Linked DNA regions of Mus musculus: region 1 is linked to region 2. A link is a contact called in public promoter capture Hi-C data. All regions are on one chromosome and are shown on one strand. Each heading gives the region's core, a stretch centred on a gene start, on an enhancer-like site or on the middle of the called end of the contact. The rest is flanking DNA. Distances are from core to core; before and after follow the strand shown. Region 1 holds the start of Mterf1b (mitochondrial transcription termination factor 1b). Region 2 overlaps Akap9 (A kinase (PRKA) anchor protein (yotiao) 9).

Region 1 (7,906 bases), core at 5,259-7,758, 250 kb after region 2:
TCTATTTCATAATACAGGACAGCATATCACATAGTGAATACTTATAAAAAGAGTACATTCATTTCTCAAAGTTCTGCACAGTGAGAAAGTCCACCATCCATGTCCTGGTGTCTGGACAGGTCTTTCCTTCTGTGTCATCCATGGCAGAAGGCAAGAAGGAAAGAGGAAGAAAAGAAAAAGGAGAGAGAGGGGGGGCATCCTTTTATGGGAAACCCACTCCCTGCATATGACAAAGCCACTCTTCAGATTGTGGCATTACTTCACTCACCAAGTTCTAGCTCGTGTGACATTATCACCTTGAAAAGATCCCACCTCTTGCACTGGGCCTTAAGCTCCAAAAACATGGAAACTGGAGAACAGACTCATACCATGGCAACCACAGAGGAGAGGATACCAAGGTATGCAGAGCACAGCATCCACTCATTCCAAGAAGTGTACAGATGCCTGAGAGATAAACAAACCAAGATCTCCGTAATGTAGATACCCAGTTCTCTTAATCACGGGAAAGTACTTCCCGACAGGGAGAGTTGTGTTGTAGTGAAGCCGCAGTTCTGTGGTCTCCATGATAGGTCATAGAGACTAACCCGAGCAAGAGATCTTCACTCAGATACACAGTGAAACCTGTGCAGCAAACACTTCCCAGCAGCCTGCCCTGCCCTTAATACAGAAAACCTGTGTTTCTGATTATTTTCCCGAAGCTGGCATGAACTAGCAGGAGCTATTTCTCATGTATCCTTGTTTCTTTTTACCATAAAGTTGGTGCAAAATTATTGAATGGCCAACTAATGGTCAAATAAAACATGAACAGAGTTTCAGAATCAATACTTCACTCAAAACTAGAAAGCTACGGTTATGCATGAAAATGGAACAAAGTGTTAGATATATTAGACTTGAAGATTGTGAAACCAAAACAAGAATAATATATCTTGGAAGTCAATGGGAAACCAAGACCAGAACAATATGCCTTGCAGGTTAGTGGGGAAGTGAAATGGGAGCAATACACCTTGCAAGTTAATAGTTCTGTTTTCAGTTAAGACAGTTAAGAATACACTCCTGCTCCCCGTGTGTTACACCCTTGAATGTTAAACTTTCCATTTGTAATTAAGAATAAGTTCCTGTTTCTTAGATCTGATTTAAAGATCTAAGCTTGTGAGCCCATTCCCATGATGTAATCCTTACCCAACTTCCTTCCCTTTCACTATATCTTTCTAATAACGTGTAACAGCCTACTCTCTCACCCATGTGAACACCTATGTCCCTAAAAAAGAGACTTCAAGAGGCTGACAGGGGCTAATCTCTCAAATCCCTTCTTAGGGTGAGACAGCCGGGTGGCCAGTCCTTGTGCAACCGGAAATACAGCTTGCTTTAATTGGACAATCATTGATTTGTTGTTTTCTCTTTGAAATTCTCAGATGTAATTTACTTCTGAACTCTCAAAACTTGCAGCTCCATTTTACTCCACTTAACACTGAGGCACTCTGTGGGGAAGGCATTATATTAAGTGCTGTAGAGATTAGTAGAGTTTGGGTCTACACTGAGACTCTGGTTTCAGATAATATGACTGTACTTTCTGCTTACATTTTAGCTCATGATAGAGAAATAATTATTTAAGCTCCTTATAGATACCTTCTCTGAAAAACAGCATAGTAAACTGCTTATTGGGAAAATGGGGTCCCCCATAGTGAAGCATTTCCCACTACTCCAACAATGGAGGGAGCTAGATAAGAAGTTTCTGTTGAGACTCCTGCTAGTGTTAGAGATGTCAAGGTGGAGAAAGGACAGAACATAGTTGAACTGGGACAAAAACAGAGGATCCTGATGTTCTGGGGAACATTCAGAAAAAAGAAAATGTGAGCTAGTCAATTTAACAGTGTGAGTCAGAGTGTTGCTGATAAACACACACACACACACACACACACACACACACACACACGAGGGGGTAGAAAATAGTAAAGGGTTAAAACAAGAAGCAGGAATGGAGAAAATAATATACAGATGAGACAGCAAGCATTAGCTGATAGCTGGTTGGCTCTTTCTAGAAAAATTTGCCACCAATAGCTCAATATTTCCTCTTTCAAATCATTTCAACTTAAAACTACCAAGCTATAATAATGAGGAATAAGTCTTTACAGGTAGAATTTAAAAACATAATGTAGACACTTTTGAGCAAGGAAGATGCCATCCTTCTTAGTATTTGCTTTCCAACTCTCTGATGAGATAAATTCTCTACCAAGATTGATATTACACCATGGTAATTGATTAAAAGTGTTTCTGTAAGATAAAAACATCTCACAGGCATTTAGACTCACATGGCTGTATAAGATTTCTAGGAATTATTCCATTTGTCTTGGCCACTTCTGTCCTGTTATGTTGTCAGCCTCATTCCCACTGAATCCAGGATCCCTTCAGGACTGCAAGCAGCAAATTTCCTAAGCCAGTATCCTGTTCTTTGCCATGGGCCTTTGTTATAATAGGAAATCTGACTCAAGGAGTCTCTGTAGATTCTGGTTAGGCACTCTTCAAAGAAAGTAAGTTGCCTGGAGTAAGATCGTTAAGACTGTGAGGTCAGCATAAAGGGAAGGAAATTGAGCTAGCTTTTTGCTAGTTTGCAGGATGTTAACAACTTGAAACTCACTGGATAACTTTACTGTTTTAATCAACCAGAGCTCTATGTAGAATTCTCAGATGCAAACAAAGCAACCACAGGCAGGGCTACAGAACCTTCCTGGTAGAGACCTATGTTCCCTTGGTGACTGTACTAGATAGTTCTATGTCAACTTCACACAATGTAGTTATCAGCGCTGGGGTCACCTTACAAACCCATGAACACCAATCCCAGACAGATTGGGATGGTTTATTGAGCATCTGCTCCAGGCCTGATCCATCAGAGCCACAATCTAGATTCGGGAACTGAAATGTGACACTGAGTTAGATTCTACAGTTTTTAAGCCTAAATTCCACAAACATCTGTGCCAAGTTATTCCACCGATCAGGATTTAGGGATAGGGGATTTCCTTAGGACCATGTCTTTGTACATTTATACTGTTCTCTTTGGTTGGGGTACTCAAGTGTGGCAGGAGACTTGCCTTGTCTAATATTCATGTCTGAACTTGCCCACCAGGATGTCAGTTACCCACGTACTTGTTTCTTTCTACCAAATAGGATGTCAATTCCCAAGGGAGGTCTTGGAAACTTAAACTTTACTCGATCATTACTTAAAATGAAAGTCTTAATCCAAATGATTCTTTATATTGGTACAGTGTTGCAGCCGGCCAGCAGCTCGCAACGTGAACGGTTTGACTGAGATGGCCACTCCAGCTAAGGGAGAAACTAGACGGGGAGAAAGAAGAAACGGAGCCAAGACAAGTTCATCCTGTTCAAAGCTCAATTTTACTAGTTCCGACATTCAGTTATAAAGGAAGGGGGAGGGAACCCGATTCCCGCCAACTGGTCTCGGGGTCCAGTAGCAGGGTGAACAGTGTGTGGCTCCGAACAGCAAAGCGGCAGGTTCCAGCAGTGGGCATGGCAGAACGATTGAGCGGGAAGCTCCACCCCTGAGCAAGCAGGTTTCAGGCTGGGGGAGGGGAGACTACAGTACAGGTGTCTCTCTTAGATTGGGGTCCATTCCAGGGACAGCTTATATCATAAAAGCTTATACACAGGTGCAGGAAGTGCTGTTGGGTTGGTTCGGGTCCATGCTTGTTGTAGGTAACTATGCACAACAGTTCTACTGACTTCTATTGTGATTGGTTTCCAAGGGCACAGAATATAACAAAATATGTAATCAACTTGGCATTGGAAAGTTTCCTAGCAACAGAAGAAACATATGAGAAAGTTTCCTTATGATGGGAGGCTAGTCTGGTACCTGTGTCTTAACATTTTATCTATGCCTTAATATTCCATCTACGCCTTAATATTTTACCTATGCCCTAACAGAGGAGGAGGTCTTGGCTGAGACAAATGCTGCTATCATATCTGGCTGTTGACAAGTCCAGCATTTTCTCAATAAGTGATTGGTGGAGGAAGGCCCATCCATTGTGGATGATGCCATCCCTGTGCTGGAGTTCCTAGTTCCTATAAGAAAGTAAGTTGAAGCCGGGCATGGTGGCGCACGCCTTTGATCCCAGCTCTCGAGAGGCAGAGGCAGGCAGATTTCTGAGTTCAAGGCCAGCCTGCTCTACAGAGTGAGTTCCAGGACAGCCAGGGCTACACAGAGAAACCCTGTCTCGAAAAAAAAAAAAAAAAAAAAAAAGAAAAAAGAAAAAAGAAAAAAAGAAAGAAAAAAGAAAGTAAGTTGAGCAAGCTATGAGGAGCAAGTCAGTAAGCAGCACTCCTCCATGACCTCTGCATCAGCTCCTGCCTCCAAATTCCTGTTCTGTCTGAGTTCCTGTCTGAACTTCCTTGGTGATGAACAGTGATGTGGAAGCATAGGCTAAATAAACCCTTTCCTCCTCAGGTTGCTTTGGTTACAGTGTCTCATCACAACAGTAGTAACCCTATGTAAGACAATGACTTCTGTATTCACCTGATATGACTGTCCTCTGGAGGCTTACTGCCTCCATCTGCTAAGGGCTGTCTCCTGCAAACTTTTGTCTGTACAATCTAATCTAGGTCTAGAATGCTTTCAGCCTCTGAGACTTCCTGCTGAATAAGCTCACCCTTTCTGGCACTTTCGGAACTCTGGCAAGCTGATTTAAAGCTGCTGTTCTGGCTCAAACACTTTTCTAAGCTGACTGATTTAATCTGGCTTTTTTCCACTTCTGACTGAATTGCTCTGCTTGGTCTCAAACTAATTCTAGCAATCCGTTCTGATCTTCTGGCTCCTTCTCATTCACTGGCTCATTCAGTCTTCACTTGTGTCTAGCTTGTTTCCTCTTCAACCTGTCTCTGTAAAACTCTCCCAGTAAAACTGCCTCCCCCTTTAAGTCATCTCTCTATTCTCATGAGATCTAGGCATATACTATTCTGTCAAATCTTTCTCTGGTTCATCACTTTGTTTCCCAGTTAATTAGATACCCCTTTCAAACATGGGTACTTCCTTCTACAAACTAACTTTACCTTCATTCTCTTGGGTTAATGGTGTAGAATAAGGGCATCTTTGTATTCCAGCCAGAGGGATTAAAGGAATGTGCTAAGGCATGTCTGTATTATAGCTAGAGTAGCCATGTTGTTACATTAAAATCCCTCTACAGACCCTGAGTGTAATTACAGGAAGATGTAGATTTGTGTAATTGACAAGGATGTAGAAAGGACATTTGTTTATTGAATCCTGGAATCTATGGATGGTGGTATTTTACCCGTGGGTTCTCTTAGAGGAATGGAGGGCTAATTCCTTTCTCACTCTAATTGAGTTTGTTGAGACTCAAACAAGGAAAAGCTAGTGAGGCAGACATAAAGGCACAATAATCAATATTACTAGTTATATCATTATTATCAATCTTTGGTTAAAAGAGGACAGGGACAATTCTGAAGATAGCACAGACATGGCATTTGATCTACACATTGAGTCTAAGTCCTGAGGGTTTTAAGTCTAATTTTAGGGAGGGGTTTATCTTGATGTAGACTTCCCTACTCTCCTCCTTCCAAGTGAGGTCATCTAAAATCACAAGCATCATCACATGTCACTATCCTTTCAAAACGAAATGGCAAAGGAGAGAGATTTGCATAGCAGCACAACTTTGATACAAAGTTGTCTCAACAACAACAACAACAACAACAACATCCCTCAAGGAAGATGAGAACCCCAGAACAGCCTCTTGGGAAACATTGTCTACCACACTGCTCCTAGTTCTCTTTTTCTCTTCTTTGCCCCTCATCTTTCCCTCCCTGCCCTTCGTCTTCCCAACCTCTCCAATATCTCAGCTGCACCTTTTCCTCATTGATATCACTTTCAAGAGGACTAAAGCCATCTCCTGGTGTTCATAAATGAAAATCCATGGGGCATGCTGAGGAGAGAATATTCTGGCAGAAGCGAGACCATGGGAGTTACGGTCCAGAAGGCCGAGGTTGTCTTGCTTTCCGCAAGCCACACGTGCACCGTAAATAGCTACTGAGTAATCCCAGGCAAGGAATAAGCTGTGATCAGTAGTTTCACTTTCTGAGTAAACTGATTATTAATAATTTAAATTCCCAAATAGAAATCTTTATTCTTACAAACACCAAACCAAACAGAAAAATGCAGAAGAATTTGGGGGAAAAAAAACCCAACCAACCTACCAAACAAACAAAGACCCCCAAGGTCTATAAAGCAACCTAAAAGAAAGAGATCAAACCGAACCTGTTCTTTGGTGCAGGCAGAATCTCAGCCCCAGCCAGAGGGAAGCCTTGGCGCCGCCCTGTGGTCTCGAACCAGCCCAGAGCCCAGAGTCCCCGCAGCCACAGTCTCAGCCGCCCCCTGCTGGGCTCCCGCGGTCAGGCGGCCGAGGATTTAGGCACAGCGCGCCGGGCTAGTGACGTCACCTCTGCGCCAGGCCGAGGCCGGAAGTCAGCCGTTACTTCCGCACTCCGCTCCCTCCCGGGCGTCCAGAGGCGGAAGTGAAAGGTGTCTACCGGGAGCGTTGGTAGGAGCGCGGATGCAGTGTGCGGGCTGGGGCTGGGGAGCTGCTGGAGCCTTTGCGAGCGGCTTGCGAGTCTCTGCTAGACAGGGCGATGAATGGCTAAAGGCCATTGCAGAACTGCCCGAGGGAAGGCGAGCCTTCGATGTGGGATTACGGCGGTTCTGAGTTTAGACTCATCAAGCCCTCCACACTTCGTACAGCAAAGAGCTCGGCATTGGCTCGGAATTTGTAACTTTAGGGACAGTGCCCACCCTTAGGTTGTTGTATATATAGGGCATTACGAAATAATGTATGTGTAACGTGGGGTTCTGGTATTAAAGTGCGTTTGCGATTCCGCTACCTTCCCCCCATGCGTTGCCGTTTTCTTTTTATTATGACTGAGAAATGTTTAGTTTGCGAGAGGTCGTGCATCTCACAAAAATGATTTGACCTGGACTTCTTTATTCTCTACTACACTGGCGATATTTTTGCCTTTTTCTTTTCCAAATTAGTGGTGTGGTGGTAGAAACATCGGTTTTTACCTTTTCTGGAGAGATCTAAAGTCTCTTATGACAAAGTCGACATCGATATGTAGTTCTGTTCAAAACAAAACAAAACAACCCTGTACACTTAAATGCTGTGTCAAAAGAGTAGCGGGATTGTGGAATTCCCAAAGATTAGCAGTTTTCTTTAAACACCTGTTAGCTTTCCAGCTGTGGGATGGGGTGGGGTGGAGGGGACGGGAAGGGACAGGGACATAAATCTTCCATCTTGAACCTCGGTAGTTACAGTCACCAAGATGTTGGTGATATTCATGAAATTTAACGAAGCTTAAGAAAATGGTTTATTTTAGAGGAAGATTGAAGGCAATTATTCGATATTTGCTTTTTTTAAAATTTGTCTTGGGATAGTTAATTTGCCAGAGGTTACAAATTCAGCTCAACAATCTGTTTTTAAAAGGACATTGTGTTTATACAATGACTTGCAAATACAACTTGGGTTCATGAAAATGACCCTTTTTCTTTTCTGAAAGAAAAGACAATTTAACTCAGAAAAGTGCACGTGCTTTCCCGCCTGCGAGTGCGCTCATATGTGAGCTTTGAGTTTGATAAGATAGTAGTAGTAAGTGCTGAGGGGAGAGAGCATCTACTGAGAAGGTGATGGGAATATGAGAATTATGAGGAAAAACAATAGGACATGCTTCTAATGGAGAATACACACACACACACTCATGTGTGTGACATGAAAGTAAAAGAGGGACTTTGGGAAGATAGATACAGATTCCATTATTTGTTATGTCAGTTAAAAATAATGAAAAGACAGCAAGGACACTGAGACTAAAATAGGCAGGAACAAGATTGCTTTGTTGC
Region 2 (6,990 bases), core at 749-3,248:
TGTAAGATGATCTTGTTTCTTTTGTTTTTTAATTGATTGATTTTTACTTACTTACTTTAAATCCCTCTCAGTCCTCCTCTCCTACCATCCTTCCTCCCATCTCCACCCCCTTCTCTGAGTAGGTGGGGACCCCCCAGGTGTACCCTCACCCTGCAAGTCAAGTCTCTGCCAGCCTAGGCGCATGCTCCCCGACTGAGGCAGACGAGGCAGCCCAGCTAGAAGAACATATCCCACATACATGCAACAGCTTTGGGATATCTCCCACTCCAGGTATTTGGGACCCACTAGAAAACCAAGCTGCACATCTGCTATTTATGTTTGGGAGGCCCAGGTCCTGCCTTTATGTGCTCTTTGGTTGGTGGTTCAGACTCGGATAGCCAAAGGGGTCCCGGTTAGTTGACTCTGTTGGTCTTCCTGAGTTCCTATCTCCTTCAGGGCACAGCAATCCTTCCTCCTATTCTCCCATAAGAGTCCCCAAGCTCCATCTCCCGTTTGGCTGTGGCTATCTGCATCTGTCCTGAATCAGCTGCTGGGTGGAGCCTCTCAGAGGACAGCCATGCTAGACTCCTGTCTGCAAGCATAACAGAGTATTATTAATAGTGTCAGAGATTGGTGTTTGCCTATGGAATGGCTCTCAAGTTGGGTTGGTCATTGGTTGGCTATTCTCCCAGTCTCTGCTTCATCCCCCGTTTCTGCATTTCTTGTAGACAGGATAAATTTAAGGTCAAAAGTTTTGTGGGTATATTGGTGTCTCTCTTGCTCCATTGGGGTTTCTGCCTTACTACAGGAGATGGCCTCAGGAGGTTCCATATCCTCAATGCTGTAAGTCACAGCTAAGGTCACCTCTACTGGTTCTTGGGTGCCTTACTTTATCCCAGGTCTCTGTCTCATTTTGGAGATGTTCCCCACCTCCTCACCCCTGTCAATTGTAAAATTTTCATTCATTCTCATCGCTATATGGCTACCTCTTCTGACCCTCCCCACGCCTGACCCTGAACTCCCCCTTCCTCTCTCCATCCCCTCTCCCACCCAGTTCTCTCTCTTCATCTGCCTCTTATGACTATTTCCCCTTTTAGTGAGACTCAGGCTTCCTCACTTGGGCCTTCCTTCTTGTTTAGCTTCCTTGGGTCTGTGGAGTGTAACATGGCACTAGTACTTTATGGCTGATATCCACTTATGAGTGAGTACATACCATGCACGTTCATCTCACTCAGGATGATAATCTCAAGTTCCCCCCATTTGCCTGCAGAATTCATGATATCTTTGTTTTTAATAGCTGAATAGTATTCTATTGTGTAGATGTACCACATTTTCTGTATTCATTCTTCAGCTGAGGGACATCTAGGTTGTTTCCAGTTTCTAACTATTATGAATAAGGCTGCTGTTGTATGCTGGCCTGTGGTTTACAAGGACCGGGTACACCAGGGAGGCAGGCTGGGGCTGAAAGAGACTTAGATGGCGAGAGGTTAATGGAGCCAAGACATGATTCTGTTCAAGGCCCTCCAGTTTACTCCGGGAGTCTACTTATAAAGGGGAAGGCCCATCCCCCGCCAGTCCACTCTTGGTGTCTGGAGCCAGCCTGTAGGTGATGTGCAGAATAGGATGTTCCTCCGGAATGTCTCAGGGGCCTCTCAGCAGGTAGCAGTGTCTTGGAGAGAGCAGGTGGCAGAACAAAAGAGCCATCTAGGCCAGAAGGCTCCTCGTTAGGGTAATTTCCTTCTCAGGGGCAGCAAGGTCAAAGTCTGGATCAGCCTACTTCAGGGCTGAGGGAGGCTACAGGCTGCTATGAACATAGTTAAGCAAGTGTCTTTGTGAGATGTTGAAGCATCTTTTGGGTTATATGCCCAGGAGTGGCATGGCTGGGTCTTGAGGTAAAACTATTCCCAGTTTTCTGAGAAACCACCAAATTGATTTCCAAAGTAGTTGTACAAGTTTGCACTCCCAGCAGCAGTGGAAGAGTCTTCCCCTTGCTCCACATCCTCCTCAGCATGTGCTATTCCTGAGGCTTTGATCTTAGCCATTCTGATAGGTGTAATGTGGAACCTCACAGTTGTTTTGATTTATATTTCTCTGATGACTAAAGACTTTGAATGTTCTTTAATAGCTTCTTGGCCATTTGAGATTCTCTGTAGCTCTGGACCCCATTTTTAAATTGGGTTATTTGGGTTGTTGGTGTTTAACTTCTTGAGTTCTTTATAAATTTTAGCTATTAGCCCTCTGCCAGATGTAGAGTTGGTGAAGATCCCTTGGCTGTTGTATTGTCCTATTGACAGTGTCCTTTGTCTTACAGAAGCTTTGCATTTTTATGAGATGTCCCATTTATCAATTGTTGATCTTAAAAGTCTGAGTCATGTGTGTTCTGTTCAGGAAATTGTCTCCTGTGCCAATGCATTCATGGCTACTTTGTGCTTTCTCTTCTATGAGATTCAGTGTATCTGGTTTTATGTTGAGGTTTTTGATCTATTGGGACTTGAGTTTTTTGCAGGGTGATGAATATAGATTTGTTTGTATTCTTCTACTTGTAGACATCCAGTTGGACTGGTTAGTACACCACCCTTTGTAGAAGATGCTTTCTTTTTCCATTGAATGGTTTTGGCTTCTTTATCCAAAATCAAGTGACCATAGGTGTGTGGGTTTATTTCTGGGGCTTTGATTCTATTTCTTGACCTGTCTGTTTCTATATCAATATCATGCAGTTTTTAATTACTATTACTCTGTAGTACAACTTGAAGTCAAGGATGGTGATACCTCTTGAAGTTCTATTATTATTCAGGATTGTTTTGGCTATCCTGGGTTTTTTTGTTTTTTCCTATGAAGTTGAGAATTGCTCTTTCGAGGTCTATAATTTTTTTAATAAACACAATTCTTGCTGGAAAACTGTTGCATATATTATTTTTTTCTCAGAATTTGAATTGTTTCCTTAAGAGATTATAGTTTAAAGGTAGTTTTATGTTTTTCATTAGCTTAATGAGTACTTAGAATATTTAATTCCAGTTCTGAACCCTGTAGAGTTGGATGTGCTTTGTGTTGTGTCATTTACGCCATCAAGAGGTTAAAATTATTGCTTTACAGTGTCTTCCCTAAGTGACGTCTTCCCTCTTATTCAACATATACTTAGTGCGCAGTGTTCTAGGTGTTGAACTGCAACAAAAGCCCTAGCTCTCAGGAGTCTTCTACGTAGGTAACCAGGAGAAATTATGACCCCACAGAATCAAGTAAAACAGACCAAGAACAATGTCTCTGTAATTTTATGCCTTTTTAGAAACAGCCCATTCAAATACAGTTGTAGAATTGTTCTCTTTGTGCATGTCCATGTGTGTTTTCTCCATTGGGTTTAGTAGTGCATGATGTTGTCTCTGCTTTTCAGTCAACCTTTCTATAATTTGGTGTTTAGTCTTTCAGTTCTCTGTGTATTTACACATCTGAGTAAAAACTAGATATAAGTGATTTGTATGCACTAAAGAATTAACGTCATACAGATCTTTCACTTCCTTAGAGTCACACCTAGGTATTTTATATTATTTGTGGCTATTGAGAAGGGTGGTGTTTCCCTAATTTCTTTCTCAGCCTGTTTGTCCTTTGTGTAGAGAAAGGCCATTGACTTGTTTGAGTTAATTTTATATCCAGCTACTTCACTGAAGCTGTTTATCAGGCTTAGGAGTTCTCTGGTGGAATTTTTAGGGTCACGTATATATACTATCATATCATCTGCAAAAAGTGATATTTTGACTTCTTCCTTTCCAATTTGTATCCCCTTGATCTCCTTTTGTTGTGGAATTGCTCTGGCTAGGACTTCAAGTACAATGTTGAATAGGTAGGGAGAGAGTGGACAGCCTTGTCTAGTCCCTTATTTTAGTGGGATTGCTTCCAGCTTCTCACCATTTACTTTGATGCTGGCTACTGGTTTGCTGTAGATTGCTTTTATCATGTTTAGGTATGGGCCTTGAATTCCTGATCTTTCCAAGACTTTTATCATGAATGGGTGTTGGATTTTGTCAAATGCTTTCTCAGCATCTAACGAGATGATCATGTGGTTTTTGTCTTTGAGTTTGTTTATATACTGGATTACGTTGATGGATTTCCGTATATTGAACCATCCCTGCATCCCTGGGATGAAACCTACTTGGTCAGGATGGATGATTGTTTTGATGTGTTCTTGGATTCGGTTAGCAAGAACTTTATTGAGGATTTTTGCATCAATATTCATAAGGGATATTGGTCTGAAGTTCTCTATCTTTGTGGGGTCTTTTTGTGGTTTAGGTATCAGAGTAATTGTGGCTTCATAGAATGAGTTGGGTAGAGTACCTTCTGTTTCTATTTTGTGGACTAGTTTGTGAAGAACTGGGATTAGATCTTCTTTGAAGGTCTGATAGAACTCTGCACTAAACCCATCTGGTCCTGGGCTTTTTTTGGTTGGGAGACTATTAATGACTGCTTCTATTTCTTTGGGGGATATCGGGCTGTTTAGATCATTAACCTGATCTTGATTCAACTTTGGTACCTGGTATCTGTCTAGAAACTTCTCCATTTCATCCAGGTTCTCCAATTTTGTTGAGTATAGCCTTTTGTAGAAGGATCTGATGGTGTTTTGGATTTCTTCAGGATCTGTTGTTATGTCTCCCTTTTCATTTCTGATTTTGTTAATTAGAATGCTTTCCCTGTGCCCTCTAGTGAGTCTGGCTAAGGGTTTGTCTATCTTGTTGATTTTCTCAAAGAACCAGCTCCTCGATTGGTTGATTCTCTGAATAGTTCTTCAAAAAAAAAAAAAAAGAATTAACGTTTGAAACAAAAAGATATTATAGCAGCTTCTGAGGTGTGCTCTTAGGAATTCCATTCTCAATATTTTTGGCATTGCACCCTCCTTGAGGGATCCTTTCTTTCTAAATGATGAGCCTGGCATTCGGATTCTATATATGGGTGGCATTTTAATAATAATCCAGTCAGTTTATTTTTAAGAATAGATCTATCCTACAAAGTACTTTAAATGTATTTCAGCAGCTTCATAATGTACAAAGAGGCAGCTGACCCTGCACCTGCTCTCCAGACAGGCGTGAATCAGAATGGCTGAAGGCTTAGGAAAGCCCTGACTGTGGTCTGTCTGAAGGCTGAAGACTTAGGAAAGCCCTGACTGTGGTCTGTCTTTATATTGTACAGCATTAGCAGCTGTTATGTGTGATTGCTGAATTAATTTCTTCAAAAAATAGGGCATCCCTATGTATATTATTTTGTAGTTGATAAAGTTTTAAAATACTATATTTATTCATAGTCTGTCACATATTTTGATAAATAATATTAACATCATTAGTAATACTGCCTTAGCATTATTATATAATAACTTATAAGCTATCTTTTTAGTTAATGTTATAAATATAGTCATATTATTAGTATAATCCTTTTTTCAAAGGCTCTAGGTCTTATTTTTGTTTATTCCTAGAATGATTAAAGAGCTCAAATTTAAGAAGTATTGGTTAGTATCTTTTTCACAGGAAAGAAATTTTATTTAAAAGAAAGAAAAGAAAACTTAGTCTGGGAGACAGCTCTGGATGCAAAGTGCTTGCTTATGCAAGCAAAGTGTGGGTAAAAGCCAGATATGGTGGTGAGAGGCTATAATTTCAGCACAGTGGGGTATGGTGGGGACATAGGTAGAGACAGAAGGATGCTGGGAACTTGCTGGCCAGTCTACCGCAGTCAATACTATGAGTGCAGAGTGTTAGGGGATGGTACCTGAAGTCAGCCTCTGTCCCCATGTGCACATACTCAGGCAAGCACATTCGCATGCACGCGCATGCGCACGCGCACACACACACACATACACACACACACACACACACACACATACGCTACTCACAAGTACACTTAAAGAGAAATTAAATTTAGGGAAAAACACTTGTAGTTTAAGTTGTGAATACACCAATGTTGATGTACATTTTTGTTTTTCAAAATTTACCTATTACTGTGAGTATAGTGTTACTAAACTTCAAACTAGATATGATTGTTCATGGTTAAAGCTGGAGGCCTGCTTTGTCTCTAGTAAGGAGAGTTGTAGATGGCTTTCTTTTTATAATAACTATACTGATACTGTTTTATATCCACTACTCTGTGATGAGTATTGCCATTAGCAGTAATGGCTTGAATTAATATTTTTAATAAGCACTCACCAGAGTTCAGTCAGCATTGTGTAGTATGTGGAATGATAATTCTGACTAGATGACGATATCTTATGTATTTCCTAGCCTGGTGTTGAACACATTGAATAATAATAAAGAAAACGTATACCTTCCACCCTTTCCTTTTTCCCATGATAGATGGAAGTGTTTGCTGAATTTCATGTCTTAGTGCACATCCACTTCTCTTAGGACTTTCAGCAGTGTCTGAATATTTTAATGTTAGATACATCCTTGTTTTAATTTTTGTTGACTACTTAAAAAAAAAGGGATCTGATGTTTAATTTATTGCAAGGGGTGCCCAGGATTAAACATGTCTTTTAGAAATAATTTAAATAAGAACAGTGCAGTGATGCGGATAGTAAGTAAACTATACATATAGGTGTCATTAGGCTAATCTTGGAGGGCCAAAAAGCCTCACTCTGGAATTTACATTGCTTCTATTCTTCCCTTATAGACAAAGCTAGAAACCACACTTAGAGTTATTTCTTTTGGCACAGGCTAATTATCTTTAGAAAACCCATGTAGGGTGGTGCATTTGAACTCCGTGTGTGTTGTGCTTTCAGACAGTTCGAAATCCTCAGGTAATGCTCAGAGTGGAGGACAGAGTGTCTCACCCGCCAGCTTCTGATTCTGAGCTGATGTTCTCTTGAAGGCATTTTCCTTTCTTACATCAGTGTGGCAGTGATCGCTTTCATAAGGATAGGACGCCTGTCCTTAGTTTGTCATTCATTCTTGAGATAGTTTGAGTTTTTAATAAAGCGACTCAACTTTAATAATGTTTAAAAAAAAAAAACTCCTTAGATGAGTGTAATGCCACTTTGTT

What was found. Promoter capture Hi-C pulls out the DNA fragments that hold promoters and counts their contacts.
Region 1: a promoter capture Hi-C map of embryonic stem cells shows a contact between it and region 2, with 2.5 times the contacts expected there. The contact joins the promoter of Mterf1b here to the enhancer-like site in region 2. A contact is called at or near these places in 4 of 39 promoter capture datasets (the C10 cell line, the SN4741 cell line, embryonic stem cells and 1 more), 1 of 484 Hi-C or Micro-C datasets (pre-B cells), 1 of 115 datasets of contacts at active chromatin or transcription factors (the 230-238 cell line) and 2 of 9 other capture datasets (adipose tissue and liver).

What each region holds. Positions count from the first base shown.
Region 1 is chr5:4,185,859-4,193,764 of GRCm38.p6, forward strand. Mterf1b (mitochondrial transcription termination factor 1b) reads left to right here and starts at 6,509. Exons shown (of 2, transcript NM_001042670.1): 1 at 6,509-6,560.
Region 2 is chr5:3,941,678-3,948,667 of GRCm38.p6, forward strand. The region is part of intron 1 of Akap9 (A kinase (PRKA) anchor protein (yotiao) 9); the gene reads left to right. Gm51438 (a long non-coding RNA gene) reads left to right here. Exons shown (of 2, transcript XR_003955841.1): 2 at 1-6,432. Among named protein-coding and RNA genes, the nearest start is that of Gm51438, 17 kb to the left of the region's middle. Within about 2 kb of position 1,999, at least 6 of the 459 cell types and tissues checked have an H3K27ac peak or open chromatin away from gene starts, as enhancers often do. A contact at or near this core is called in embryonic stem cells, where this site is marked.